Regions from separate parts of the Zea mays genome. Here region 1 is linked to region 2. The links are chromatin contacts, called in public Hi-C maps. All regions are on one chromosome and are shown on one strand. The core of a region is the stretch at or near the end of the contact, and the rest is flanking DNA. Distances in the headings are between cores, read along the strand shown.

The links. A called contact is a pair of places that touch in the nucleus more often than the background predicts.
Region 1: a Hi-C map of root tip shows a contact between it and region 2, with 3 times the contacts expected there. The contact joins the promoter of LOC100284375 here to the enhancer-like site in region 2. A contact is called at or near these places in 5 of 25 Hi-C or Micro-C datasets (ear, endosperm, leaf and 2 more).

The regions. Positions count from the first base shown.
Region 1 is chr3:130,136,687-130,139,433 of Zm-B73-REFERENCE-NAM-5.0, reverse strand. It overlaps LOC100284375 (30S ribosomal protein S6-like), which reads right to left and starts at 1,401. Exons shown (of 5, transcript NM_001157270.2): 1 at 1,058-1,401; 2 at 404-458; 3 at 242-298; 4 at 51-128. The coding sequence starts at 1,312.
Region 2 is chr3:129,756,295-129,758,994 of Zm-B73-REFERENCE-NAM-5.0, reverse strand. LOC103650547 (protein MODIFIER OF SNC1 1) reads right to left here. Exons shown (of 9, transcript XM_008676125.4): 8 at 1,468-2,700; 9 at 1,075-1,380. The coding sequence ends at 1,537. Among protein-coding and RNA genes, the nearest start is that of LOC103650547, 14 kb to the right of the region's middle. Within about 2 kb of position 1,279, at least 2 of the 20 cell types and tissues checked have an H3K27ac peak or open chromatin away from gene starts, as enhancers often do. A contact at or near this core is called in root tip, where this site is marked.

The DNA.
Region 1 (2,747 bases), core at 152-2,651, 380 kb before region 2:
TAAAAAAAGTCACCACCACACAAGTGATGTCTGAGTGTTGATAGACATACCTTGTACTTTTGATACAACATTTTCAACTTCTTCAACACGGTCCTCATGAATTAGATAAACTACTTCATAGTGCCGCACTGTAAAAGGATGAAGTTCAAACTGAACTTAGAAAGCCAGCACAAATGAACAGCAAGCGATGCCAAAATAGAAAACAATAGCTGGACATAAGAGGAAAGAAAAGAGCTCTTACTTCTTTTCAGATTTAAATCACTTTCTAGCTCAATATTAAGAAAATCATACAGCTTTTCTGCAAAAAAGGATTAGAATGATAATAATATTCACATGAACCATAAAAAGGATCTTTACGGTACCAAAATGGACATCTAAAAAACTTTATAGCAGAAAAGCGAACCTTCGTCTGCATCAGCAAATTCTGGTGACACTTGACCATCCTCTCTCACCATTTTCTACAAAACAACAAGAATAAAAAGCATGTAGTTATTAAGCCTATTGCAATAGCTTTCAAGCTTCCCTATATAAAGCTTAAAAGAATCTCCTGTTTCTACCACAACTGACCAAATCCATAATTTTCATTTGCCTTGGGAAGATTTCACCATTTTATTTTCTATTTCCTGTTCCCTCTAGTGGGAAACTACTAAGTGCTCGTTCCATAAATTTCAGTTCTATAGGAAAATGTCCCTGTTGTCATGAATAGAAGATGGTATTGATTGGCAATGGTTACTATACAAGAAAACTAAAGCACTGTAGAGGTTTACACACAGACGCAACTATACAAGCATATAACACTAGAATATTCCTAAAAAAATCTCATATCCACCATTCGCAATAAGAAGGCCTGCTTACACATATTGCATTCAGGTAATGGCTGCTGCCGAGTCATTTACTAAAAGTCTAAAACCATTGCACTCAGGGAAGCATCTACAAGCAGAAACACGGAAGCAACTATGTCCTTATTCTCATCTCCCAGGCTTGAACACTAGATAGAAGCACCTAGAGGCAGCCTATCAGGGAATGGATGAACAAAGTTACAAAAAAAGGACCGAACCTTTCTAAGCAGGACGGCCTCGGGGAACAGCCCGGCAGCCTCGCCCGGCTTGGGGGTGAAGCTGTGCGTGTCCACCCGTTCCTCCGTCTCGCTATCCCGCCCCCTCCCCCTCTTCTTCTTCGCCCACACTGCCACGGCCCCCTGCCGCCTCACATCTCCTCCAATAGCTACGCGCAAGCAGTTCATACGCATACGATACGGCGCCGGCGATGTCCCGAATAGGAACAGAGCCCTCGGCACTGCGGTGGCCTCCATGGGTATTGGCCGGAGACGCCGGAGAGCGAGGTTCTTGCCGGGGTCTTTTTTCCGGTGTGGCCGTGTGGGGACGCCGAACGAAATGAAATGCGGGCGAGGAGAAGGATAAGGTGATATTTGGGCCTTCATCTAAATGAGATGAAATTTGGGCCTTCAAGTGTGCGTCCATCGTTTTTTGATCCTAGCTGAAGGCCCGACCTGTACTCCTCTCGTCATCCTCTTCGTTTTGACCTTCTCTGTCGAGCTTTTTCTAGTATAATAAATTTCATGTTGTGGCGGACGGGCGTAATGTTCGTATTAGAGTACGAAGATTATATTAAAATGAATAATATATATATTATTATCGATCTTAATGCCTTATAATGTTATGTTAACAACCAATACATAATATTAATATAAAACAAATTATATTTTATAATGCGAATATCACAACAATAAAGTTTAAAAAGTGATAACTAAAGCTAAGCAAACTCGGCTCGCGCATAAACAGAAGAACGCAGTTTGATGTGTTTTATTAGGCTTTAAATAAGTCGTCAGTAGAGCTAGACAAAATACTTATGATTTGTAAGCTCGCTCGACTCTATTTCAATTTTATCATAAGCTAAGCTAACATATCATCTTGATTTGTTAGCGAGCCAGCTTAAACCGAGCTCGAGCTAGCTCAATAGCTCGAATGAGCAACCATCTGTTAGCAAAATAACACATGCACTTATATTGGATAAACTAATAAGTAGTGCTGGATATCAAGCTAGCTCGACTCGTTAAGGAATCAAGCCAGAGAATCAGCTCGACTCGACTCAACTCGTTTAGTTCGTGAGTCACAACAACAAAAACAATATATGTATATATACAACAATATAATCAATTGTTAATTAATTTTAGACCAATTTAACACTAAAAGAGTATTAGTACTAACAATTTTATATATAACATCAATTCAACACCAAATTAACACAGATCATCACTTATTAGTTTATCCAACACAAGTGGAGACTTTGTTTTGCTGACAAATACTAGCTCGTTCGAGATGACGAGCTGGCTCGAGCTAACTCCTTAACAAACCGAGCTAAGATGCTAGCTCAGCTCATGATAAAATTGAAACAAAGTCGAGTCAGATCTGAGTCGAGCTAACCATGAGCCGAGCGAGCTGACGAGCGTTTGGTGTTGGGTTGATGTGGTATATGAAATTATGAGTATTAATACTCTTTTCTAGCGTTAAATTGGTCTAGAATTAACTAATATTTTATTATTGTATATATGTGTATCTTTTTTTTGGCTCGCAAGCTAAACGAGCCTGCTCAAGCTCACAAATGAGCCAAGCTGATTCTCTGGATCGATTTTCTAGCGGGCCATGTCGAGAAATCTTGTTACCTTAATGGGCCAACTCAAGCTCGACCAAGCTGAGCCGAGTTGACTCTATATCTAGCCCTAACTA
Region 2 (2,700 bases), core at 30-2,529:
GAGAAAATAATGATTATTGAACTTTATCGTATAAATTTACTAAATTTAAAAATGCAAGTAATAACTAGAAAATCCGAGTTAGCACACTTTAAAAGTATTTAACAATCCACGAACCACCAATTGGAACGGTTGGAGGCTAAGGTTATTTATGTTCTAAGTATATATTTAGCAACTTGTTAAACCTGAGCTTAGAGATCAATTTTTTTAGGAAACTAATGAAGATGCTCTTACCTATTGATAACTTTGCAGGGTGTCAATACATAGAAGTGTCGATAGCTCCTTCCAATAGAAGGTCAAAGCGCTTAAAGGTGTGTTTAGTTGCAATGACAGGACGGAACGATCCCTCAAATAAAGTTGTTTGATTCAGGATTAAGGTTGGGACAGGATTATCCCAATGTTGTCCCCAGATATCTCCAAAATTAGAGGGAGAAGAGAGGACGTCTCTGTCCTAGCTGTCTCGCACCATAGGCACCTTAAGTGTATGTTTGGTTGAAGAGCAGAATAGAATAGAGCGGCTCTATTCTTAACTTCTGGATGTTTAGTTTCTAACAGAAAAGGAGCAAAGCAACTTTTAATGTCTACATATAGCAAATATTTCAGATGCCCTGTTCCACCAAAACAATCGGATACGAGTGCTCTCACGAACACGTACGCTCTCTTCCCCTTCACACTCGTATGGCTCTTCAACCAAATAAAAAACCAAATAAAAAAAAGAGTAGCTCCACTTTATTCTACTCTTCAACCAAACAAAACTAGAGTGATTTTATTCTGCTTGCCAAACGTTATCGCTTTGTTCTTAAAAACTGAAACAAAGCAGTCGCGCCACTCCTGATGCCCCCATAGCCAAACACACCCTCACAGGACGTGCGTTGGAATGGGAGCAGCAGAACCCCCATTACTTTCGGAGACCACGACACCCAAAGACCCATCACTTACATGTTGTAGACCACTGCTACGTTAGAAGATGAAATGGTAGCACTGACATGGCTTACGCAAATTGTCAGCTACATGTCTAGCTACTACTTTTTTCTTTGGTCGCGAGGATCCAAAGCGATTGCCATGAACAACAGAGCCAACAATCAAACAAAGACATGCCATGAAAGTTGGGCAAAAACCAACACTCTCAGTTCCCATCAGCAACACAGGCTAACAACATTTAAACCCAGTTCTCAAACACAACTCTGTTAGCACACGTTCCAACGTTGCATCCCAAACAAGGGTGGATGTTCCTCTGGAAAAAATCTAGTCACACGTGACACGTGAGGGGCCAGGGTGTGCCCTTTGGGGCAAAGACTAATACCGTTACATGATCCTAATGCTCACCACCGTAGACTCGTCGTTGACGACGGACACCAACCGCCCACCCAAGTGCATCCAAATCTGCAAACCCCAAAACATGTTAGCGATGGAGGGGGCTGAGATTTGGGAATGCTCCCTGTACAGACCACGAAGGCACATTTTACCTACATGTTGTGAAACGCCACCACGAAGGCGAGTTTTTTCCTGCAGCTCAGCGGATGTGGCAGCCGCGGAAGATTATTCATGTTGGTGAGAATTAGTGGTAGACGTAGAGGCAGTGTTTCGCCGGACAAAGCGGCCTGCTGGGCGTAGCCCCCTGCTGTGGCCACGCTCCCCGAACGCTTGTCCAGATGCAGGAGGCCCCTCGGTTCGATCTTCCATGCCCTGACTCAGCTGGAAGTCGCCTCCAGCTTTGTTTTGGGATCCGACCGGCTGGTATTCAAGATGGCTGCCACCCTTCCACCTCTCCGCGTTTGTGCCATGGTTTGGCCTCCCAGTGTCATAACCGCCCCTTCCCCTGTGTGCCCCACCTCCCCTGTGATACCTTGCATTGGGCTGGCCTTGGCGACGCGGTGCAGGATTAGCCTGCTCCTGTCCAGTCTCGATCTTCTGGTTACCATCTTCCTGTGTCAGGTTCTCCTGTTTGCTGTGTGAGGCCTCATCGGTGCCATCACTCCTTTTCATCGGTTTACTGCTGGTGTCTTGATGGGTAATTGTATCAGATCCTTTGGGCATGTTCAGCTCAAGCCTACCACCATGGGAATCCACTTTCCCTTCAACAGCAATCTTGCCGTCTGAGCTGTTCTGAGGATGGGAATTGGTTTTCGGCTTCCAGGCTCTAGAATGTGAAACTATGCCGCTGTTTTTCACATCTGATCTTGGCACATTCTTGTGATTGGATGAGTTCGAATCAATCACCGGTGATGCTGATTGATAGACAGAGTCGTTCTTGCCCTCTCTAACTTTGCTCTCATTTGAGTAGCTACTTGCTTCATTTCTTTGAGCCTTAAAATGCTGTCGCCTTTGCCTGTTAGCCGCACTATGTTCTTTTGCACCACCGGCAGATAGTGGAACAGTTTGAGCTGGAGCTGAGCTATTCTCAGCAGCAGCATCTACATTGGATTTTAACTGTGTATCTTCCTTGCCAAGTTCAACAGGCTGATTCATATCGGTGCAGTTCTGAACCTCCTTTGATTCATAAGAGTTGTCTGCTTGGTCAACAGAATTTGGTGCCACCATAGCAGGTTGATCTGGATCCCGCTTGCGCCAAGAAGGATTAGATTTGCCCCCATGTCCTTTGCTAGTTTTCTTGGGTTCGGCTGCAGGATGTGATTTAGCAGCACCGGGCTTATCAATTGCTTCCTTATCATGGCTTGGATTATGTTGTTGCAGCTCTTTGGA